Linked DNA regions of Mus musculus: all the other regions are linked to region 3. A link is a contact called in public promoter capture Hi-C and targeted proximity ligation data. All regions are on one chromosome and are shown on one strand. The core of a region is the stretch at or near the end of the contact, and the rest is flanking DNA. Distances in the headings are between cores, read along the strand shown.

Region 1 (4,529 bases), core at 406-2,905, 680 kb after region 3:
GCCATCTCTCCAGCCCTCTTGTTTCTTTTTTAAACATCTTTTTTTTTAAAAGATTTATTTATTATTATATGTAAGTACACTGTAGCTGTCTTTAGACACTCCAGAAAAGGGTGTCAGCTCTTGCTATGGATGGTTGTGATCCACCATATGGTTGGGATTTGAACTCATGACCTTTGGAAGAGCAGTTGGTGCTCTTACCCACTGAACCATCTCACCAGCCCCCATCTTTTTTTTTTTTTTTAAGATTTATTTATTTATTATATGTGAGTACACTGTAGTTGTCTTTAGACATTCCAGAAGAGGGCATCAGATTTCGTTACGGATGGTTGTAAGCTACCATGTAGTTGCTGGGATTTGAATTCAGGACCTTCGGAAGAGCAGTCAGTGCTCTTAACTGCTGAGCCATCTCACCAGCCCCTTTTATCTTGTTTCTTTTTTTGGTTTGTTTATTTTTGTTTTTCCAGACAGAGTTTCTCTGTGTAGCCCTGGCTGTCCTGGAACTCACTCTGTAGACCAGGCTGGTTTCTTATACCTGTCACACTGCTTGTCTGTCCCCCTGCCTTCGATTCTCACATGTCATCTGACTCCAATGCAGCCTCTTTTTTGCTTTTTCCACTCTTCCCTCTTTGAACCAAAAGCAGTTCTAAAAAGTAATTTCAGTATTCCAGTGCCAGTCCTGTACTTGAATTGTTTATGGGCTAGGACTGGTCGGAAACCAAGGCTAACAAGGATGGATAAGTTTTCTGAGTGTTTGCTACAAGCTCTTCGCCCACTTATTGCTTGTGTAATAGAAATAGGCAGAGCACAGTAATGTGTGGTGTGTGGTCAGGGCTGTGTGTGGTGGGAATATTTGAGTTGAAAGAGAGGGGCACTCGGACAGTGAGCAGCAGGAGGCCCTGTAGGTGAAGGCGCACAGTTGTCCCCCTGTAGCCCCACAGACTTCTCCCCTTGTGTTCACAGTGGTTCCTGGGCTTTGCTGTCTTCCTCCTGCCCTGGGCATCCCAGTGGCTGCGAAGCCTCCTGAAACCTCTGCATGTATTCTTTGGAGCCTGCATCCTTTCCCTGTCCATCACATCTGTTATTTCCGGCATCAATGAGAAGCTTTTCTTTGTTTTGTAAGTTTCAAGGGACCTCTAACACTAAGGGATATGGGAGGGAGTAGTGGCTTCAGGAGATACATCCTATAATCGCAGGACAGCCAATGGGGGGCTTGAGTCCAGTTCTTGATCTGGAAGGTGGCAGAATTAACTGGTCTTTAGGTTAAAATTCATAAACTGGCAATGCTTACTAAACACCAAGTGATACAGTACCTTTGCTTTGTCAGAAACTGCTCAAAGCACCTCACCTTTAATCCTCTTAAGCACTCTACAACATCTGGTGCTGTTAGCATGAGAGAATGTAATAAGCTAGGCATAGTGGCTGCCTTTTTTTTTTTTTTTTTTTTTTTTTTTTTTTTTTTGAGACAGGGTTTCTCTGTGTAGCCCTGGCTGTCCTGGAACTCACTTTGTAGACTAGGCTGGCCTCGAACTCAGAAATCCGCCTGCCTCTGCCTCTGCCTCCCAAGTGCTGGGATTAAAGGCGTGTGCCACCACCGCCCGGCTGCCTGCCTTTAATCCTAACAGTCTGGGCAGACAGGTCTCTGAGGTCAAGGCCAGCTTCCTGTACATAGTGAGTTCCAAGCCTGGCAGGGCTATACACTGAAACTTTGTCAAAAATACTGAGGTACAGAGTAACTTACGCAAGAGCCAGTAAATGGCAGAAGTGGAAACGGAGTTAGGCTTCTGCCTCCAGAGCCTGTATGTCTCACCACTGTGTCCTCGGTTTGAGGCAGTTTGGTAGAGTGAATAGCAAATAAGACTGGGAATCAGCCCTGGGCTTGGAGCTTGGCTGTCCTCTGTAAGGACGGGCAGGCTCATTTCACTAGGAGCCTCATTTTTCCCATGGGTAAAACATTACACAGTTCTTGCCTGTTGTTATGATAGTGACTTGGTATGTTAATTCCAGGTTGTAGGAATCTAGTCTCTTGCTAGGCAAAAAAAAAAAAAAGGAAAAAAAATCTTCCAAATACCCATATTATTTTATTATTTCCAGGAAAAATGCCACCAAGCCCTACTCCAGCCTGCCTGGTGAGGCTGTCTTTGCCAACAGCACAGGGCTCTTGGTGGTGGCTTTTGGCTTGCTGGTTCTCTATGTTCTTCTGGCTTCATCATGGAAGCGTCCAGATCCAGGAGCTCTGACTGATAGACAGGTATGGCTGCTGTCTCCCATTCTAGGTGGGGTAAGGCCAGGTGTAGAGAAGGACTCAAGAAGGACTTGCACCTTGCTAAGAAGATTGACCCTATAGCCAGGTGGGAAGCCAAGCAGCTTGAAGGTGCAGATTGAGTGGTCGATGGGGACTCTGGTGTCAGAGCAGCCAAACCCGGGAGTAACTTCCCAAGGTCCCCTCCCCTACAAGAGTCCTTGGCTCTGTGAGATGACATTTGGAAGGACTTGAGCCTGGCGAGGCTCTGCCAGTTCTGTGGCAAGAATAGTGGGACAAGAGCTTAGTAATACATCAAGTGCTTAAAGCAGGTCTTGCCTGTTCTTGGTAACTGAGGCATCTGGCAGATGTGGGAAGATATGCTATGGACCAGTCTCAGGAACCTTGGGGCTTCCCTGAAAGATCTGGTGGCTTGGCTGGGTTCACCCTGCAGGTTGAGGGTCTGTCTGAGCAGCTCGGGCCTGGTGTGCCTCCTGAAGCTCAGGTTCTTTCGAGGTCATGTCTTTAACCCCTGTGCATCTTCCTTCTTTCCAGCCCCTGTTGCATGACAGGGAATGAAGCGGGCAGGGGCTCCTGGGAACGGTCAGCGATGCGGTCTCTGCTCCCTCAGAAGTTCTGCTGTACTGGGGCTCCTGGCTGGTTTCAGCAACAGACTTCTCTTGGGCCAGAGACCCAACCTTGCTACTCCAGTTGCAGGCTCTCGCTGTCCAGCCACTAGCTGTTCCTCTGCTTTTCTTGTGGCTTTGGCTTATTGCCGTTTTTTTCTGGTCCTCCATTGGCACAAAGACCTTCTTGCCTTGGTCACACATGTCTCTTCTGCTGGTCTGCAGATTTTGGGCTGCTTTCCTTACCACTCCTAGGGATGTGGGAGAAGCCAAAGCTGGGGTTCAAATGCAGTCTACACGTGTAAAATACAAAGTCTGCTCTCTGTGGGAGCATTTGTCTTAGTTAGGTATGCTTCCCCCTCTGCTCTGTCCTGGATGTGTATTTGGGTGGGCAGTTGCATTGAGGGGTCATTCATGGGACAGTGGCAGCCGGAGAAGCCTCTGCTGTAAAGTCAGGTGCCCAGTACTCTGCTCTTTTCACTTTGATGTGCTGTATTGTGTGGATTGTGACCTTGTGATTCCCCCTCTTCTAGCTGCTGCTCCAGCTGCTTCCTGGATCCCGCCCTTTCCCTGTGACTTACATGCCTGTTCCCCTCAGGTAGCATGACGAGCCGTTAAACAGTTCTCCCAAGAACACATGTCCTGTCCCTAGAGTCCCTCCCAGTGATGAGTCTGAGGTTTCTTTGGCCTTCCTTTCTGTCCCTTTGTGGGTATGGGCTTTCCTGCCTCCTCTAGTTATGCTCTCCCCTGACAGGGCCCCAGCCCACTATGAAATTGAAACCAGCATTATGAAGCAATTTGCTGGGAGCCATTCACTGCTGCTGCCTTCAGAGATGTTCCTTATTGAGTAGTGGGTGCTTCTGTTCCCCAAAAGGTCACTCAGCTACCCTCTATGCTATACCAGAATGTGAGCTTTGCTCTTCTGAATAGAAACTGGGTAGAGAGGGAGGAGTCTTGCCCCACTCCTTTGTGTTAGCCCTGCCAGGTCCCTCAACAGGCAGGCAGGCAGGCAAGCAGGCAGACAGGCAGGCAGAGTTGGGTTCCTGAACTCTCTGCAGACAGTGGCCAGGCTGCCAGACGTTGGGAGGAGGGCTGGCATGGATTTGCTGACTAAATGGAAGCCTGAACACATAGCGATGACTCTTGGCACCCACATGAACATCTTCCTGGTTCACTCATGAGTGGGTATTTTACTTCATGAATCTTATTTTTATTAAATATGTTTTTAAACATCAGAGGTCTCTTTTGTTCAGACTGTTTTTTAAAAATAATTTTAGGGGCTGGAGAGATGGCTCAGTAATGAAGAGCACTGGCTGTTCTTCCAGAGGTCCTGAGTTCAATTCCCAGCAACCACATGGTGGCTCACAACCATCTGTAATGGGATCTGATGCCCTCTTCTACGTCCATACTTTAAATAAATAAATCTTTTAAAAAATAATTTTAAACAAAACACTTATTTCTCATACTTTTAGAGGCTAGATGTCAAAGATCAAGGAAACAACATGTGTGTCTGGTAAGGGCCATTTCCCCTACCGTCATTTTACTGTGGCTTCACATGGTACAGAGTGTAAGTTGCTCCCAGACCCTTATAAATGATGACTACGTCCCATTTAGAAGGGCCTGATCCCACTATCACCCCTAATCACCTAACAAAGGTCTTAACT
Region 2 (4,499 bases), core at 856-3,355, 640 kb after region 3:
GTATACAGGCATACATACAGGCAAAATATCCATCGGCATAAAATAATGACTTTTAATTAAAAAATATGTATATCACAAGCCAAATATGGATACTGTACTGTATAAATCTTTCTGACTAATGCCAATATATAAAAAAAAATTTTTTTACCTTATTTTTCTTGCTTTTCTTTACTAGGTTTGAGCACATTGGCAAGTGTTGTTATTGTTTTGGTGTTTTGTTTTATTTTTTTAGCTAGGATCTATTTAAGATCTATTTAACTACGCATCCCTGTCTGCACTGGAATTCATTATGTCTAATTGAATGCATAGCCATCCCCTTGTCTCTGCCAGAGGGTACTGGGATTAAAGGCATGTGCCACCATGCTCACCTTAGCAAGGTTTTTGGTCCTCTATAATGACTTTTGTGAATTGACTGTTAGTATCCCTTACCATTCTCTCCCTTAGGTTTGTATTTTCGCACTAGGATGATATATTCTAAGTAATCAGCAGTTTTGCTCTGTTCTCTGGTGTCTAGGAACTTCTAGAGAAATCCTTGTTTAGAGAAGCGGAGGGGATCTTGAGCTCTTTAGGAATGTACTGCTTTCCTCTCTCAGAGCAAGGAGAAGACGCAGGCACTCTTGTGGCACTCAGGCAGCTGGGAGGACTGGTCTAAGATCAGTGCTACTGCCCGCTTCTAGCCTCACTCACAAACACACAGGTAAACCTTGACCTAGAATATGAAGCGGCAGCTTGAAGCCTCAGGGAAGAAGCAATGGTATATACATTACCAGATCCACTCTGATAGTGAGCCTAGGTTCTTTGTCTTGTTAATCAAGTTACAGGCTCCAGCATGTCTCATAAGCAATGGAAATATTTTCTGAACAACACTCACCGAAAAACAATCGTATGACTTCAATGCCAAGATAGAGCAGCAGCATCACCACATCCAGGACTAAGTTGGCTGTTGGGTACGGCAACAGGAGCCCTACAGGAGGGAAAGCCAGAGTATGCACACACCACCTAGCTAACGGTCAGCCCCACGGCCCCACAAGGATGGACGGCCACAAACCCGGGACAAGGATACCAACCAGTCTTAACATCTCACAAATCAGCAAGGTATAGATTGTTACAGCTACAGGCTTTAAGTTTCCAAGTCCTGACTCTGCCAAATGACTGAATTATAATGGTACACAGATCTGAATATTTTAGTAAAGAGAGATGGGGAAAGAGTTGGGATGGAGAAACCCACATTTCTCAAACTCAAGTCTTGCTGAAAGACATCCTATTTGATCATTCTAAAGCCATTAGTTGGAGAGACTTCTGCCTTGCAATGGAGATGCCGCTAGGACCAGAAGATAGAAGGTTCTTGGAGTATGCTAAAGTGGAAAAGGGTTGCTGGGGCAGAGGCAGATAGGCCCAGGCTTACCTTTGTACAGGAAAATAAGGAGCTCCAGCAGGAAATAGGTAGCATAGTACCACCCATTCAGAAAGAACAGGACTTCCAGGGGGGTTGAGGACAATCTTTTATCTGAAAGAAAGCAAAACAAAGAATGGGCAGGGCAGCTAGAGCTCTACTCTGTTCTGTGTGAAGGTTCTTTGTAATCCGGAGAAATCACAAGATTATTGTGAATGAGGGAGAAACTTCTGATTGCTAATGACGTGAGTGTTGGTGTGGCAGGAACTGCCTTCAATCTCCTTTCTCAGGAATCACTTTGACATCTACTTCTCTGACAATTCAGCTATAATCACAGCTGAGAGGCACCTCAAATATTCAACCCTGTCACTTCTGAGGGGGAAATTGAGGCACAGAAACTAATTCTGTCCAAGGCGGGAGGATTCATAACTGAGCCATCCCAGAATAGGGCCAGCCGGGGATTTTTAAGAGTACGGTATTCGAGTACCCATGCAGGCACTCGGGGTGATCAGAACAACCCAAGCCCGATTTAGACAAGTGAAGAGTAAGACCCCGACTTTTAGAAATGGAGGATTAGGTCGAGCTCTGGAGACAGAGAGGTGGAGGGGGCTGGCAGGTACCCGTGGGATAAGGGGCAGAGACACACACCTCCAGAGTCTCACCTCGCGGCGCCATGTTCAGTCCCCATGGAAACTGCGTACACTGCAGCGCCCGGAGCAATGCGGCGCTGCCGGAAGCGCGGCACCGAGCCGCCCGGTCTTCTGGCCGCTCTGCCTGCCGGTGCTACTCTATGGTTACCCCACCGGCCGCGCCCATGCACAGAACAGCGCCAGCCGTCAACCACCTACAGTGGTCTAGGGGGAGGATGGGGTTTTAAACGACGGCAGAGAGACCAGAACACTTCTCCAGCTGAACTCTCTCCATCCCCGGCGTCATGGCGTAGGTCGTTAGTGGCCCGGTGTGGCCGAGTAGTTGGAGGATCGGCCCTGCGCCCACCATTCTCTTTTCTACTGCATGTGTTTTTTTTAAAAACACCCCATGCCACTGTCGTGCAAAAGGCTTACCTGGAGCCTATGTAAACACCAAAACCGTTGAAGATAGAATGTCCTTTCTAGGAGTACAAGGGAAAACAGCGGTGCTATAATGAGATTCTCCTGCGACCCAAAGAGTGCAAGGGTGTTGAAAGGAGACAGCGTCTGGCCAGTTGGAAATTGAGAAATGTTTCCAACAAGCTTGCGCTATGAACGAACCCTGGCCGCAATTTGAAGCAAGAGCGTGTTGTTGCAGGCAGGGGGTGAAAGAGTAAGATTTCTGAAAAGACTCCAGCTGTCAGCCCTTAGAGTATGGCAGTCAGTCAACAAATAACGGGAGAGAGTAAGTAACCTGTAATGAAAGTGCTATTTCCCTACCTAGTAGGAGTGTGGATAAAGGCAGTAATTGTTGCTTCTCAAAGCAGGTCCTCACTCCGGGAGAATAATTTAAGTAGAAGCCTCCCTCCATCACTCCCCACCTCCACCTCTGCTCTCCTTCCTCCTTCACTTCTGCTTGTGCCTTCCACTGCCTTATTCAGGTCTGGTTTAGTTTGGCTAGACAGGTCTCCTATGTAGGCTAGGCAGGCCTCAAATTCTCCTGCCTCTGCTTCCCGTCCAGTACAGGGGTTTCAAGTGGGTGTCACAATGTTCTGGCAGGTCTTAAATGGAATTCTAAGTTCCCACTAAAGGACCACGGCAAGGTGAGGTGATGGAGAAAGCCCTGGTCCCTGCACCCCATCTGAACTACCTTCATACACACCCCTGCTCTGAGTCTCAGAGGAAAGGAGGGTGGACCAGTTGCTTGTTTTTGTAAATTATGGGTCTTAAATCACTCTGCCTAAACATTTTGATATTGTATACACATATAGTTCTCATGCTACAGTGAAAAGTTTACCCATTGTCAACAGAGATGATATAATCTATAGCCTTAATATCACCTGGTTGGTTAAGAAAATGATGCTGTTTCATGTCAGGATGCCACAACAGCATAGGTACCAAAAGTGGACACAGACTAAGTCAGTAACCTGCAGGAACCTTAGAATATGCAGCTGGGTCTCCTGCCCTCTGGGGTCTAACCCAAAGCTTGGGGCTGCTAAGCAAACACTCCCCACTGGGCTTTATCTATAGCCGTGCTCTTACACACTTTTCTTTAGTAAGCCACAAATAAAACTCAGCCCCAGGCTGGAGAGACGGCTCAGTGGTTAAGAGCACTGACTGCTCTTCCTGAGGTCCTGAGTTCAATTCCCAGAAACCACATGGTGGCTCACAACTATCTGTGATAGGATCTGATGGCCTCTTCTGGTGTGTCTGAAGACAGCTACAGTGTACTCACATACATAAATAAATAAATCTTAAAAAAAAAAAAAAAGAAAAAGAAAAACAAAACTGAGCCCTCTACCTCTACAGAGGAAGAAAATTTCACTGTGGTAATTTGACCTACTTAATTGCCTAAGTACTCAATATCAAGGCCTCTCAGGGCCATGCACCATTGACTAGAAGTACAAGGGCTTTTAGGACCCAAGGCAAATTTATTCCACTCCATTGATCTTGCTAAATTAACACATTATGATGGCTATTCTTGGTTTTCAACTCGATCACATCTGTAATTGACTAAAACTCAAAAGGCCTCGGATTTTTTTTTTCTTCATTAAATCATTTGAAGTGAGAAGATCCACTTATTTTTTCCCATTTTTTTTGAGATTATAATATAATGACATCATTTCTTCCTTTTCCTCCTCCAAGCCATCCAATATACCCCTCTCTTTGCTCTTTCAAATTCATGGCTTCTTTCTTTCTCTCTTTCTTTCTTTCTTTCTTTCTTTCTTTCTTTCTTTCTTTTTATTTTTTTTTAAGATTTATTTTTTTAAAGATTTATTTATTTATTATATGTAAGTACACTGTAGCTGTCTTCAGACACTCCAGAAGAGGGCGCCAGATCTCATTACAGATGGTTGTGAGCCACCATGTTGCTGGGATTTGAACTCAGGACCTTCGAAGAGCAGTCAGTGCTCTTACCCACTGAGCCATTTCTCCAACACCCAATTTATTAATTTATTATGTACATTGTTTTGCCT
Region 3 (4,809 bases), core at 275-2,774:
ATGAAATGTGTCCAACCCCACAACCAACAAATAAGCTTTAAATTTTAGTTTGTTAATGGGACAGTATGAAGCCTTTAGAAAATGAAATTCTACCATTCTACAGCACTGACAAACCTTGAGGACATTTTGCTACTATAACTAAGTCACGAACAGATAAATATCTGTAGTATTCTTATGTAAGGTCTCATAAGTAGCTTATTTAAAAAGTAGACCAATAGCCGGGTGTGGTGGCGCACGCCTTTAATCCCAGCACTTGGGAGGCAGAGGCAGGTGGATTTCTGAGTTCGAGGCCAGTCTGGTCTACAGAGTGAGTGCCAGGACAGCCAGGTCTACACAGAGAAACCCTGTCTCTGAAAGATCCTGACAAAATATAAAATATAAAAGGTCACAGAAGCCCTGAAATTGGCAAAATAGATTTCATTGTTAGCAGAACTAGCTTCACTGATTTAGATAAATAGAGGTGCACAATGCTCTGGCCGCTCCTTGAACCCGTGTGTCTGCCAATGTTCTGGCCTGTTCCTTGAACCCAGGTGTGTGTCCACTGCTGCACCTCACTGCCAAGTGTTTGTGATATTGGTTGCTAAGATAGAGTCAGAAAATCTCCCCAGCAACCACAGCCGGGCCAATCCAGAGTTGCTACACCTGCACCAGACTCTTTCCTTGTACCCCTCCCATACCCATTTCCTGAGAATAGACATTGTTTAGATCCCTTCTCCTTTCCCCCCTGAGGGCCTATAAAAACTGGGACTTCTTTCCCCTCGAGGTCGACTCCTCTACCCCTGCGTGGGATATGAGTCGTCCCCAGAGCTCTGGTTTTCCCCAAATAAAGCCTCATGTGGTTTGCATCAAGCTTGGTCTCTCGTGAGTTCTTGGGGGTACACTATTGTCCTGAGGCCCGAGCAAGGGGCTCCTTTCAGAGTCTTTCATTTCAGAAAAAAAAAAAAAAAAGTAGACCAATGACTGTCCAGGCCTTGGGCTCTGTTCTTTGTTGTAACCTTACAGAATAAACTCTCACGTATTCATTCATCTTCTCTCTCTCTCTCTCTCTCTCTCTCTCTCTCTCTCTCTCTCTCTCTCTCTCTGTCCCTCCTGCTCTCTTAAAGTAGCTTCCCTTTCCTCTCTCTTCTCATGAGAGCTGGACATATCCTATTCTGTCAAATCTTTTTCTGATTTGTCTGCCACTCAATTAGACATCACTTTCAAACATGGTATGTCTTTCTTCAAAGTAACTTTACTTTCATTGTCTGGGAAGAAGAAGCTCTCAGGAAATAAATTAGATCAGAAAAATAGGTAATAGTCTTCCATTTCCTCCCCTGGGACATGTGCAGGATCTATTTGGTCAGATAAGGAAACTTCTGAAAAGTCCCTCCTTAATATGAAGGCCTTTAACCCTGGCGCTCTCATTTTGAAATATTCACTATGGACAAAAAAAAAGAGTGGGGGGTGACACTTCCTGAACTCTGCACTTTCTTCCCCTGCCACAGAAGGACAGTGCAGAAGTCTACAGCCAGGTTGAAATATGTGCTGTGCTGTTTACAGAAGGGCAGTATGAGGTAATGGCTTGCACACTGCTGTGTGGCTGCGGTGGTAGGGGTGGGATCAGTGTCTCCACCTCAAAATGATAGACCTGGAGCAGACGGCAGATGGCTTCAGAAGAGTCTCCCAAGACAAATTCAGCTCCACGGAAATCAAATTTTAATTTCCGGGTTGAGAGACGAGCCCCATGCTCTGTGTCCACTAGGGGGCAGTAACTTTCTGTTTTCAGATCTGAAGCCCTTTAACTGACAAGACTTAACTCACTTCGGTGGGGAGGATTAAGGAGCCTCACTTGGCTTCCCTCCTTCACCAAGCTACTCTATAATTCAGCCTCCTAAGTCATAGTGGTCTGGAGCAGTAGGTCTCGACCTTTCTAGTGCCACCACCCTTTAACACAGATCCTCATGTCCTGGTGAACCAACCGTAAAGTTTGTCCAGACTTCATAACTGTAATTTTGCTACTGTTATGAATCATAATGTAAATATCTGATATGCAACCCTGAGAAAGGGTCTCTCGACCCTCCTAGAGATCATGACCCATAGATTGAAACCCATTGATCTGGAGTACTAAGGAGGAAAATAAGTGTCCTGTTGTTAGCAAGTGGGGCCTGAATGTTCCCAGACTTGTTTTTGGGATCCCCTCACTACCCTAATAATGTCAACTTGATAATGGTTGACCTGTCCCCCCTAAAGACTACACAGCTTCATAACTGAAACTGACGCTTTGTAACAGAGCAAGCAGCCAAGAGAGCTGGGTGGCTACTTTCTAGCGCATGAAAATTCAGTAATGTGCGCAGAAATGGCCGTTGTCAAAGTCAGTTTTCTTAGCAGTACAGTAAGAGGAAGCTCCTAAGAATCTGAGGGTCTGGTCTTGGTGGGTACAATCCAGAGCCATCTACTCCCTTGTGTGGGTACTAACATGCAGATGAGCTGGCAGCAACCCTGTAATATCAGAGCTAGATCATGCAAAACCCTAATCAGAATAAGAGTCCACTAAATTTCATGAAATCTGTTATCTCAATTGAATCTAAGCTAAGTTCCTTAAAATTCTGGTTTGGGGGCTGAAGAGACAGCTCAGCGGTTAAGAGCATTGGCTGCTCTTCCAGAGGTCCTGAGTTCAATTCTCAGCAACCACATGGTGGCTCACAACCGTCTGTAATGGGATCCAGTGCCCTCTTCTGGTGTGTCTGAAGAGAGTGACAGTGTACTCACATATATTAAATAAATAAACAAACAAGTAAAAAAATTTTTTTAATTCCAGTTTGGTGAACTTTGGATTTTTTTAGAGCAGGAAAATTTATTAAAATGTTGTATCTATATTTAGATTATTTTGGTTTATGTTTTGTTTTTAGACAGAGTCTCACTGTGTAGCTTTAAACTTCAGAACCTTCAGTCTTTACCTCCTGACTGTTAATGATTACAGGCATAAACCACTCGCTACATCCAGTTCCACATTTTGATTTTTAAAAAATGTGTATGGCTATTTTGCCTGCACGTATATCTGTGCACCACATGTATGCCTAGCTCCCAGAGAGACCAGGGGAGGGCATCACTTTCCCTAGAGCTGGAGTTACACACCATTATAAACCACTGCATGGTCCTGGGAATCCAACCCAGGGCCTCTGGAAGAGCAACCAGTAACCTTAACCTTTGAGTCATCTCTTCGGCTTCCCTCCTTCATCCCATTTGATAATTCTACAATGAGCTATGGACACATTTGTATGCAATGTGTAATGACCAGATCAGGAAAATCCACACTGCCACCATCCCAAGTAAGTGTGTGTGTGTGTGTGTGTGTGTGTGTGTGTGTGTGTGTAGTATTGTGTCTGTGTGTGAGTATATTGAATGTATGTGTATGCATGTCTGAGTGTATGAGTGTGCTCACATGTGTTTGTGTGTACATGAGTATTCCTGTGTCTGTGTGTGCAAGTGTATTGTCTATGTGTGTGCATGTCTGAGTGTATGTGTGAGTGTGTACTCATGTGTATATGTGAGTTTGAGTGTATGTGAGTATTCATATGTCTGTGTAAGTGCATGTGTGGGTATGTAAGTGTGTGTTTGTATGCATGTGTCTGAGTGTGTGTGTGTGTGTGTGTGTGTGTGTGTGTGTGTGTGTGTTGGGAATATTCAGACACCCTCTTGTAGATATTCTGAGCATCTGCAGTGACTTGCTATTAACTTTAGTCACCTGCCATTCTGTAGAGCACTGGCACTTCTCCCTAACTGGATTCTGATGTTTCTATGTGTTTTCTGAGTCCAGACCAATAAGACTACTAACTCCAGGACTCAAAAATAGTTATAGAGCTGAACATGGCGTAATCCCAACACTCTGAAAACAGAGGCAGGAGGATCAAAAGCTCAAAGTCATACTCAACTCCATAGCAAATCCAAGGCCGGTTTAGTATATATGAGGCCCTGTGTCAAAAATAAAGGAAAATGAAGCAAAATAAAAATAAATGTCAATTATAGAACCCGGTAGGGCATAGAACCAAGAATGTCACAGTGCCCTGATCTGGCAATGCTATCTGATGCAATGTACAAGACGGAAGTCACATTTGAGGGTAGACAGCTGAATGTCAGTGGAGAACAGAAAGCAGTGCTGTGTGACTTCCCTCACCCAGATTCTCTGAGAACCAGTGTTCTTACCACTCGACATGAAGCATGTTTCCAAAGACAGGACGGGGACTAGAATTCTTCTCCCAAAAGAGTTGTCACTGCAGAGAGCAATGTCACTTGCTTAGTAGAGCAGCTGATAATGCACATCACAGTGTCCAGCAGGTGTCCCTTGGTTTGACCCATGGACAGACCCACACAACCTCGGGGCTGGGCTAGAAACCCTTGAGAAATCTTGGAAGTCAGCAGCTCACACATCTTCTCCATTCCTTTCTCAAACTTCCCCCTTCTTCTTCTCCTCCTCCCCTTTCTCCTCCTTCTCCTCCTCTTCCCCTCCTCTTCTTCTTCCTCTTCTTCCCCCTCCTCTTCCTCCTCCTCCTTCTCTTCTTCTCCCAAAGTGTCTCTTGGACCTTGGTGGGCATGATGAGTGTGTCCCATTTGTGACCACATGTTCAACGGTCATTTGTTTTTAGTACTCTGACCATCATGAGTCTCTGCCATCACCAGTGACCACTACAAAAAGGAAGTTCTCTGACTGAAACTGATAGCAGTAGCAGTCCATGGGCATAAACAGTAGTTTAGGAGGTTGCTTAGCAAAGTCACAAAGTAGTGTCCCCACTAGGGCCTTTGGCCGCCTCAGACACATACTTTCTAACTGGG

Evidence for each region. Promoter capture Hi-C pulls out the DNA fragments that hold promoters and counts their contacts.
Region 1: a contact with region 3 is called in a targeted proximity ligation map of microglia, with 4 times the contacts expected there. A contact is called at or near these places in 1 of 130 datasets of targeted methods (microglia) and 2 of 9 other capture datasets (adipose tissue and macrophages).
Region 2: a contact with region 3 is called in a promoter capture Hi-C map of liver, with 3 times the contacts expected there. A contact is called at or near these places in 3 of 39 promoter capture datasets (cranial neural crest, liver and stem cell-derived epiblast-like cells), 1 of 130 datasets of targeted methods (pancreatic cancer cells) and 1 of 9 other capture datasets (adipose tissue).

What each region holds. Positions count from the first base shown.
Region 1 is chr19:10,585,731-10,590,259 of GRCm38.p6, forward strand. It overlaps Cyb561a3 (cytochrome b561 family, member A3), which reads left to right. Exons shown (of 8, transcript NM_201351.2): 6 at 961-1,115; 7 at 2,092-2,248; 8 at 2,795-4,311. The coding sequence ends at 2,818. Among named protein-coding and RNA genes, the nearest start is that of Tmem138, 11 kb to the left of the region's middle.
Region 2 is chr19:10,553,658-10,558,156 of GRCm38.p6, forward strand. It overlaps Tmem216 (transmembrane protein 216), which reads right to left and starts at 2,106. Exons shown (of 5, transcript NM_001277860.1): 1 at 2,056-2,106; 2 at 1,406-1,507; 3 at 872-964. The coding sequence starts at 2,068.
Region 3 is chr19:9,909,862-9,914,670 of GRCm38.p6, forward strand. No RefSeq gene overlaps it. Among named protein-coding and RNA genes, the nearest start is that of Gm50340, 13 kb to the left of the region's middle.